Regions from separate parts of the Mus musculus genome. Here region 2 is linked to region 1. Evidence: chromatin contacts called from public HiChIP or PLAC-seq data. All regions are on one chromosome and are shown on one strand. Each heading gives the region's core, a stretch centred on a gene start, on an enhancer-like site or on the middle of the called end of the contact. The rest is flanking DNA. Distances are from core to core; before and after follow the strand shown.

Evidence for each region. HiChIP or PLAC-seq counts read pairs in DNA pulled down with a chosen protein or histone mark.
Region 2: a contact with region 1 is called in a FOXA1 HiChIP or PLAC-seq map of pancreatic cancer cells. The contact joins two enhancer-like sites. A contact is called at or near these places in 4 of 484 Hi-C or Micro-C datasets (bone marrow-derived macrophages, cerebellar granule neurons, liver and 1 more) and 5 of 115 datasets of contacts at active chromatin or transcription factors (CD8 T cells, embryonic stem cells and pancreatic cancer cells).

The regions. Positions count from the first base shown.
Region 1 is chr13:52,001,911-52,006,147 of GRCm38.p6, forward strand. No RefSeq gene overlaps it. Among named protein-coding and RNA genes, the nearest start is that of Gm40948, 80 kb to the right of the region's middle. Within about 2 kb of position 1,916, at least 51 of the 459 cell types and tissues checked have an H3K27ac peak or open chromatin away from gene starts, as enhancers often do. A contact at or near this core is called in pancreatic cancer cells, where this site is marked.
Region 2 is chr13:52,186,608-52,190,844 of GRCm38.p6, forward strand. No RefSeq gene overlaps it. Among named protein-coding and RNA genes, the nearest start is that of Gm33041, 34 kb to the right of the region's middle. Within about 2 kb of position 1,819, at least 64 of the 459 cell types and tissues checked have an H3K27ac peak or open chromatin away from gene starts, as enhancers often do. A contact at or near this core is called in pancreatic cancer cells, where this site is marked.

The DNA of each region.
Region 1 (4,237 bases), core at 666-3,165:
TCAAAGACTCTTAGGAGCTGGCCCTTCCAACCCCCCGGGATCTCTCTGGTCCACATCTGTGACTCATAAATACGAGGAACGAGCTTGGTTAGTTTGACACGTTCTTGTAGTGAGTCAGGGAGTGGAACGAGCAACCGGTTATTTGAAGAGATCACTTACATAGCAAAGTTTTTTGGGAAATCTAAGGGCGATTTTATTGTGCCCAAAAGGAATGAGTTGTAGATTGCCAGCCCGTATATTTAGAAGTGCAGAGGATGGAGGAGGGCGTGGCCGTGACAGGCCTACTGCTCTGAAGACTGGGATGAGAAGGAAGGACAGTGAATGAAGGGCCTGTAAACACACCCTGGGCTCATCCATCAGTGAGCCATGAGCATCTCACTACACTGTTGTGCTCAATACAAGGAGGGTGTCGTTAGGATCCAGGAAAGAACCTGGGAGCTTCGGGGAGTTCCAGGAGGCCTGCCAACTCTGATTGCAGGCTCTCTGGTGGGGACTGGGAGGGGCTGTGCTGCTTTGAAGGGAAACCAACTGTGGCTTGGTACCTCATTTTCTCGGACAGTGTGAGCATCAAACATTGCAAGAAGCTAAGAAGGAACCGCAAGATACAACTGAAACCAGCTACCCCCACCCCAACCCTTGGCAAGCCGGTGGGAGCTTGGAGCCAGATCTGACATGCTTTAGAAAAAGATAAAGTATTTCTTTCATGTCAATGGCTTAGTGACTTGTTTGGGTTTTTCTTTGTGTGTGCACACACTTGCATGCTGGTGTGTATTAAAATTTTGAGTATTTATTTATGTGAGTGTGCTTGTATTTATGTGTGTATATGTGTATGCACATATATATGTGTGTGCATCTGTGTGAATGCATATGTGTATGTGTGTGTGTGTATGAGGCCATGGAACGAATTACCTGTGGATGTCAAAGGCCAATGCTCTGTGAGAAACAATTCTTACCTTCCATTATGTTGGTCCCAGGAATTGAACTCTGGTCATCAGACTTTGCAGCAAACATTTTTATGTGCTGAGTCATCTTGTCAGTACATATTTTGATTCCCTCCCTCCCTCCCTGCCTCCCTTTCTCCCTCCCTCCTTCCTTTCTTCCTTCCTTCCTTCCTTCCTTTCTTTCTTTCTTTCTTTCTTTCTTTCTTTCTTTCTTTCTTTCTTTCTTTCTTTCTTTCTTTCTTATGAAATCTCTAATGGGACTGGAACTCTACCAGTAGGCTAGCTTGTCTGGCCAGAAAGCCCCAGGGATCTGCCTGTCTATGCCTCTCCAGAACTGGGGTTGCAAGAAGATACCACCACACACAGATACATATTTTAATATGAGGATCAGGTCTTTATGATTTCAGGGCAAGCATATTACTAACCGAGCCATCTCCCCTGCCCTGTGACTGTACAGAACGAGGGCTTCCAATTCACCAACTCTATAGTTGGCTGGGAAATTCCCTCAATCCTTTACATGAAGGATGGGGGAAGGGGAGCGAGCTTGTTTCAAGCATGCTCAGTGTCAGCTGCAGCTCCTTTGGGGAGGGCATTTCCCAGCCATTCATGCTGCTACCCAGGGTGTATATAGAGGATGGCTCTAGGGGAGGGATACTGCTTTTTTCTTTACCATTACCAGACATTTCTGCAGCCTAGTGCTACAGTGGCCCCATTAGAGCACAAGGTGAGAGTAGATACCCAAACTGCATCAGAAGGTGTGAGGTGAGATTAGCAAGCATCTACTGTCTGAGCCTCCCTGAGGGGAGGAAGGAAGGCTCCTTTGAGACTCTGAAAATCAAGCATAGCTGTGGAAAAGTGGGAGACCCGTGGAGCCAAATCACACCCACGATGCCATGATTCAGACATGTCTGGGTCACCACGAGATCAATGCTCCCGGCCTGACTCAAGAGGCAAGGGATGGTATGGATTGAATTCCCACACACCCACATACCAAATTTGTCCACAGGAGGGAATTCTGGCCCTGAGGAAGGCTGGGTGGCATGGGAATAGGTGGGCAGTATTTGAAAGCAGTTTGCTCTCATGAGCCCAGTGTTCCACGAGAAGGAGATCCATGTCCCCTGTCCCTCTCCACCATGATTTAAAAAAATAGACACACACACACACACACACACACACACACACACAGTGCAAGGAGTTGTGGTTATTTGGTGACATGGTGTCAGCGGTTTTTCAGAACTGGGCGAGCCTTCCCTGCACAGGAACCAGCTCAAGCTGTGCATGCACGCTATCCATACAGTGCTGCTGTCTCTTTCTGAGGATGTGGCTGCCTTCTGCCTCTGCCTTATCTTTCTTCCCTTCAGTCTTGGTGTCTTCTTTTTGACTTTTCCACAGCCACACAAGGTTGTGGTAACATTGTACAACCTCAGTCTCTGGTCCTCCTCTTGGGCTCCTCTTGGCTGCTTCCTAGTCACACACTGAGTGTGCATGGGGCAGAGGCAAGGCCCCCAGCCTCTCTAGCTTCCTGGCCATGTGGAACATTCATCCGAAAGCAGAGCTCCCTGTGGTTAACATTGTACAGGCCTGAACCTCCCAGGAAAGGCCCCCTCTCCTTTGATGAACAGGTGAATCTCCTTGATCTTCAAGCCTTGTTACCTTCTAGAATACCTTTGATCCTCAAAGCTGCTTTCAAACCAGCCAGCTGGGGGCTAACCGGCAGATACCGGAAGCCTTGATATCTTTCCAAAATGGCTTCAAGGTTGGGCTTCTAAGGGAATGGGGGGCCATTCCCACGCCAATGGAGCTTGTGTTTACCTGCACCTGAGGAGGCAGGGGTGGACAGAGGTGGCTGTCAGCATATGGTGGGGTCAGCCTTGTGCCCCCTTTGTGATTCCAGGCCCACGGAGGAATTCTGTAGAACACAGCCCGCAAAGCACTAGGGAGAGAGGTGTGGATAGCAGGAGTTGGTTTTCTTTCTCCTGCTTTCTCTCTCTGATGGTTATGGAAGGTTTCACGACAGGCGATAGGTTCACACATTGTGGAGTGTGAATTCTCTTCCACAGGTTTCCATGTGGTTGAATACTTGGTTCCTAGTGGGTGGTCCTATTTGAGAGTATGGACTTTGTATGCATGTACATCTACATGTGTATGTGGGTGTATACACACTCACAGACATGTCTGCATATGTATGTGTGTGTGTGTATGTATGTATGTATGTATGTGTCTGCATACTTGTGTGTGTACTTTCGTCTTCAAGCTGGTTTGTGTGTGTATGTATATGTGTGTGTGCGTGCTTGTGTGTGCATTTCTGTCTTTAAGTTGGTGTGTGTGTGTTCACATAAGTGTCTGCATGCTTGTGTGTGTGAGCATATGTGTGTCTGCATGCTTGTATGTGTATTTGTGTCTTTTTAAATATAATTTTTATTAGATATTTTCTTTATTTACATTTCAAATGTTATCCCCTTTCCTGGTTTCCCCTCTGAAAATCCCCTATTCCCCCCACCATACACACACACCAATCCACCCACTCCTGCTTCCTGGCCCTGGCATTCTCCTACACTGGGGCATCGAGCCTTCACAGGACCAAGAGCCTCTTCTCCCATTGATGACCGACTAGGCCATACTCTGCTACATATGGAGCTGGAGCCATGAGTTCCTCCATGTGTACTCTGGTTGCTGGTTTAGTTCCAGGGAGCTCTGGGGGTACTGAGTTAGTTCATATTGTTGTTCCTCCTATAGGGCTGCAAACCCCTTCAGCTCTTTAGTCCTTCATTGGGGACCCTGTGCTCAGTCCAATGGATGGCTGTGAGTATTCATTTCTGTATTTGTCAGGCACTAGCAGAGCATCTCAAGAGACAGCTATATCAGACTCCTGTCAGCAAGCTCTTGTTGGCATCCACAATAGTGTCTGGGTTTGATGGTTGTATATGGGATGGATCCCCAGGTGGGACAGTCTCGGGATGGTCATTCTTTCAGTCTCTGCTCCACACTTTGTAACTCCTTCCATGGGTGTTTTGTTTCCCCTTATAAGAAAGATAGAAGTGTCCACACTTTGGTCTTCCTTCTTGAGTTTCATGTGTTTTTCGAATTGTATCTTGGGTAGTCCAAGCTTCTGGGCTAATATCCACTTATCAGTGAGTGCATATCATGTGTGTTCTTTTGTGATTGGATTATCTCACTCAGGATGATATCCTCCAGATCCATCTATTTGCCTAAGAATTTCATAAATTCATTGTTTTTAATAGCTGCATACTACTCCATTGTGTAAATATACCACATTTTCTGTATCCATTCCTCTG
Region 2 (4,237 bases), core at 569-3,068, 180 kb after region 1:
GTTTGTTTACGAGTCCATCTGCCCATTAAACCATGCACTCCTCGAGGGTAGGAAATTAAGTCTTTATCTACGTCCCCATGGCACTCAGTAAATATTTGTGCAAAGTACCCAGACTATAGAGTCTGAGGGTAAACAATATTTGGCTGTCAACAGCTCACCATTGTGCAAGGCTACAGCATTGGCTGTGGAGCTGCGGGCTTTAGTTTTAATTTCATGTTTATTATCATTAGCAGTATCATCGTTATTATGATAATGAGAACCCCTGCAAGCAGTGACCCCAGTGGCTCTCTGTGTGTGAAGGTGTCCGAGGTACATCTTTCTCTCCTAGGAGGTGATAGTTTCCCAGTAGTGAATCTTCCACGCTGGCCACTGGGCAGTCCCTGGTTTGTTTGGAGGAGTTGAAGGCTGAGTAGTATCCTTCTGCCAGTCAGCCACCTACTGGATGACCTAGCTAATGCTGAGTGTGGAGGGTGACTGCCACCATAAGCTGTCTGTTTGCAGAGAAGATAAGCATCTCACCTGGGCCACTCCTGGTGGTGTTTATGTCTTTTAGATTGCAGCTCTGTTTGGGGTTGTGGAGGCCATGTTGCCTCATGCAGTCTGCCTTGCCCTGAGACAGATTGCCACCCTACATAAGGACTTATCGGCTCCTGGAACCAGCTCTGTCCCGACTTGCCCTCTTTGTACTGGACAATGGGGATGGGATCATATTTGGGAAGCATCCTGCTTCAAGATAGCTCACTATGAACAGAGCTATCTATTGGTACAAGGATAGACAAGGACCAAGTCCCTCACTGAGAAAGGAACTTCCTTTCTTGGGTCTCCTTTCATCTTTGCAGGAGGAGCCACTCAACATTACTGGCTTAAAAATAACCTAGAGGGAAGGCGGGACTAAAGAGATGTCTCAGCCCTTATGACTATGTATGCTTTTGCAGAAGACCTGAGTCAGATTCCCAGTACCCACGTCGGGTGGCTGACAACTTTGTATCACTCTATTCGACTCCAGCTTCAAGGGATCCCATGTCCTCTTCTGGCCTCCAAGGGGACATGCACAGATGTATTATGTATTATGCCCTGACATACACATAATAACAAATAAACATCACTTTAAAGGCCAGGGATGCAGTTCAATTGATAGAAGCATTAAAGGAATCTCCCGTCTAAAAGATGACAATGGAGTTTAGTTATTATTGTTGATGAGTGTTTTGTCAGGAAAGCAAAGAAAAAAAATTTCCCAATAAAATATAATTTATATCAAGAATCCTTACCCACTACTTACCCCCAACAAAGACATCAGGGGCTCCATCTGAAGCTGGGCATCCTAGTTCTCCTCTGGGACTTTTTTGCCTTGAGCTGAGGGCACTGAGACCATGCTGGGCCTGTTGCCTTGCCAGGATCTGGCTTCCCTCCCTGAGGTTGGCTTACTGGCCACATCATGCCCCCAGCTGGCCTGCCCCGTTCCACATTCCAGCTCTCTGTCTTCCAGCACTCACAGAGGCTGTCTTTGCTCACTTGGACACAGACTCTACGCTTCAGTCTATAGGTCACTTTCCCCGTGGGACCTTAGCGTTATGCCGCCGATGAGGTGGCCTCAACGCAGTTCTGAGGAACTATATTCCAAGCAGTTCTACATGTCTGTGAGTGCAGGGGTCCATTTCTCCCTGTAGGTGGAATGAGAAGCCTGGATTACCCAGCAGCTAATCCCCAATCTCTCCACCAGCTTCAGCAGCCAAGTCCATATGACGACAGCACCCCTTGGACTCTGTTCTGTGTAGGAAGGCTTAGCTATTGACATAAGGCCAGCTGTACACTGCCTGGACAATGGGGACAATCCTGCCAGCTCTGCTCCTGCCTGTCACAGTTGTCATGTCCTGTTGAGGTGACACAGCCCTCCAAGACTTTTCTTGTCTCTGTTTCTCTTTTAAGCACTCAAATATCAGCTTTACTCTGACCATAGACCTCAGGGAAGGCCAGCAAACAGAACCTGGATCCTTCCAGATTGCCGGGTTGCTCAGTCATGATTACCATAGCTTTCATGTGGTTTGAATGATTACACCAAGATTCATGTGGTGGGAACCTGGTGCCAAGTGCGGTGGAATTGAGACTGTGGGACCTTTAAGAGGGGCAGCCATGACTAATGATGTCACAACTACTAACCCTGTTGAGTAACATTCATGATGGCTCTTCCCTCTGAAAGAATTGTATGTCCCTCAAGACTCATTAGTTGTCATGGGGACAAATTACTGTGAAGAGGAAGCTGACTTTTGCATCCCTCTGGCTTTCTGTCTGGTCATGTGATCATTCCCTCTTGTCCCATCTTCCTTATCATGTTGAGGTGGAGCCAGAAATCTCTCACCAGAGCCAAGCAGACACCAGGGCCACATACTTGAGCACCAGAACCAAAAGCCAAGTAAGTGCCCTTTTTTTCCTTATATAGTTGCAAGCCTCAAATTTTTGGTATAGCAACGAGAAACAGACTAATCTATTTTCAGCTGAATCATTTATAACATGAGCCCTCCAGCCCTACGTGTTCTGAGTTCTAGCCTCCCAGAAGCCTCCAAATCCCAGGAACAAAAGACACCACTGACCCAGATCAGCCATTGATAACATCTGTCCACCGTGCACGTGCAAACAGGCATTTGCAAAGAAACTTATTCAGCAGCTACTCATCCAGACCCTGGGCCTGGATCTTCCCGAAATGGCATAGTCAAGGTTTGTAAAGCAAGTCATTTGAAAGGTGATTCGCTTGGAAAATGCATTTTTAAATGGGATGGTGCTGTTCAGGCTCCAGTCTCGGTGACCTCAGGGATGCACGCACGCAGTCTGAACAGTGCACAATTGTAACTGTTCCATCAGGCAGGGGGTACTCTAGGAAGAAATGCCTGTACTATCAGACTATTGAAACAGGTTGAAGCTTGCTCCAACCGCTGGACTTTTCCTGGGAATCCCATGCTGAGGCAAAAAAAAAAAAAAAAAAAAAAAAAAAAAAAAAAGGTTGAAGCTTGGTGTTGATTAGAGGAGGAACTTGCCTTGCCTCCCAGGAAGAGACGTCCCACAGTTCTGATCTCTCGCCAGAACACTTTGAGGAAGGACTGAACTAACTGGAGCTGTGTCAGGGATGGGCTGATCCTGGGCAGGACCACACCCTGACCTGACTGCTTAGCTATGCATGCCTCTTGCATTCTATTTAAGCCTAAGCTTCCTGTCGAGACTCTGGCGATAGACTGGGGGTAACTTCTTCCTTCTTCCTGACAGGATCATATGAACCCCCCGCCCCGCTTCTCTGCCTTTCACTATTACTACTCTCTTTGACTGGTACGACAGGTCGGGTGGTTGAGCCTGCCTTGTAGCTGCCAGGGTGTAGGCTCTGACCCACACAGCTCTAGTGACATGGTACAGATAAGTGACTGCTATTCCACTTTGGAATGTCAAGTGTGACCCCTGAAGGTCTTGCCCTTGTAAAAGGAAGGGATTGGCTGATGTCGCCAGGTCAGATGCTCTGAGAGGAGGGTGCCTAGCTCTTGGCCCTGCATAGATTTGGTTTTGGTTTTATTGATCCATAACAGGACAGATACTGTCACTCATCTGTCTTGGTCTCCGAGGTCAGCAGTTGAGGGTTGGAGTTAGGTGTAGTCTGTTTAAAACACTATTGTTAATTCATCCTGTCAGACAGCATTATAACCAGGACTGATAGCAAAACATGTCCTCCTTCCCTGTTCCACCGGGTCAGCCTGGCACGGGAGCTGTGTGCTTACTTGCTGGTGACCCTCCTCTGAGAAGGAAAGTGACTTGGCCAAGGTCACACAGCCTAGAGGCTCATGAGTCAGACGTTTTAGACCTGACTCTCCACTCACTCCATTGTGTCTTAGATGTCAGCCAGGGCCACACGACACGTGAAGTACCTCCATTAACTCGTTTTTCTAGATTATTGTTCTCCACGCCCTTGTAGCTGCTGATTCTGCACGAAGGCTCCGGGCTCACAGGAAGTAGAGACAGCCAGACTGTAAGAGAGTACTATGGACTGTCCATTAATCATGTGGCACAGAACCTTCCCTGACTTTAAAAGGTATAAGAAGTTACTCTCTCCCCACCACTTAGACTTGCTTTGTCCTCTGAGTCCCTGCCCAGGATGCTGTCTGTCTGACCATCCATGGCATTAATAATCTTTTAATACATCTCTTATTCAAATAGCAATCTACTTCAGTATTCCCCTTAGACTCTAAACCCCCAAACCTTT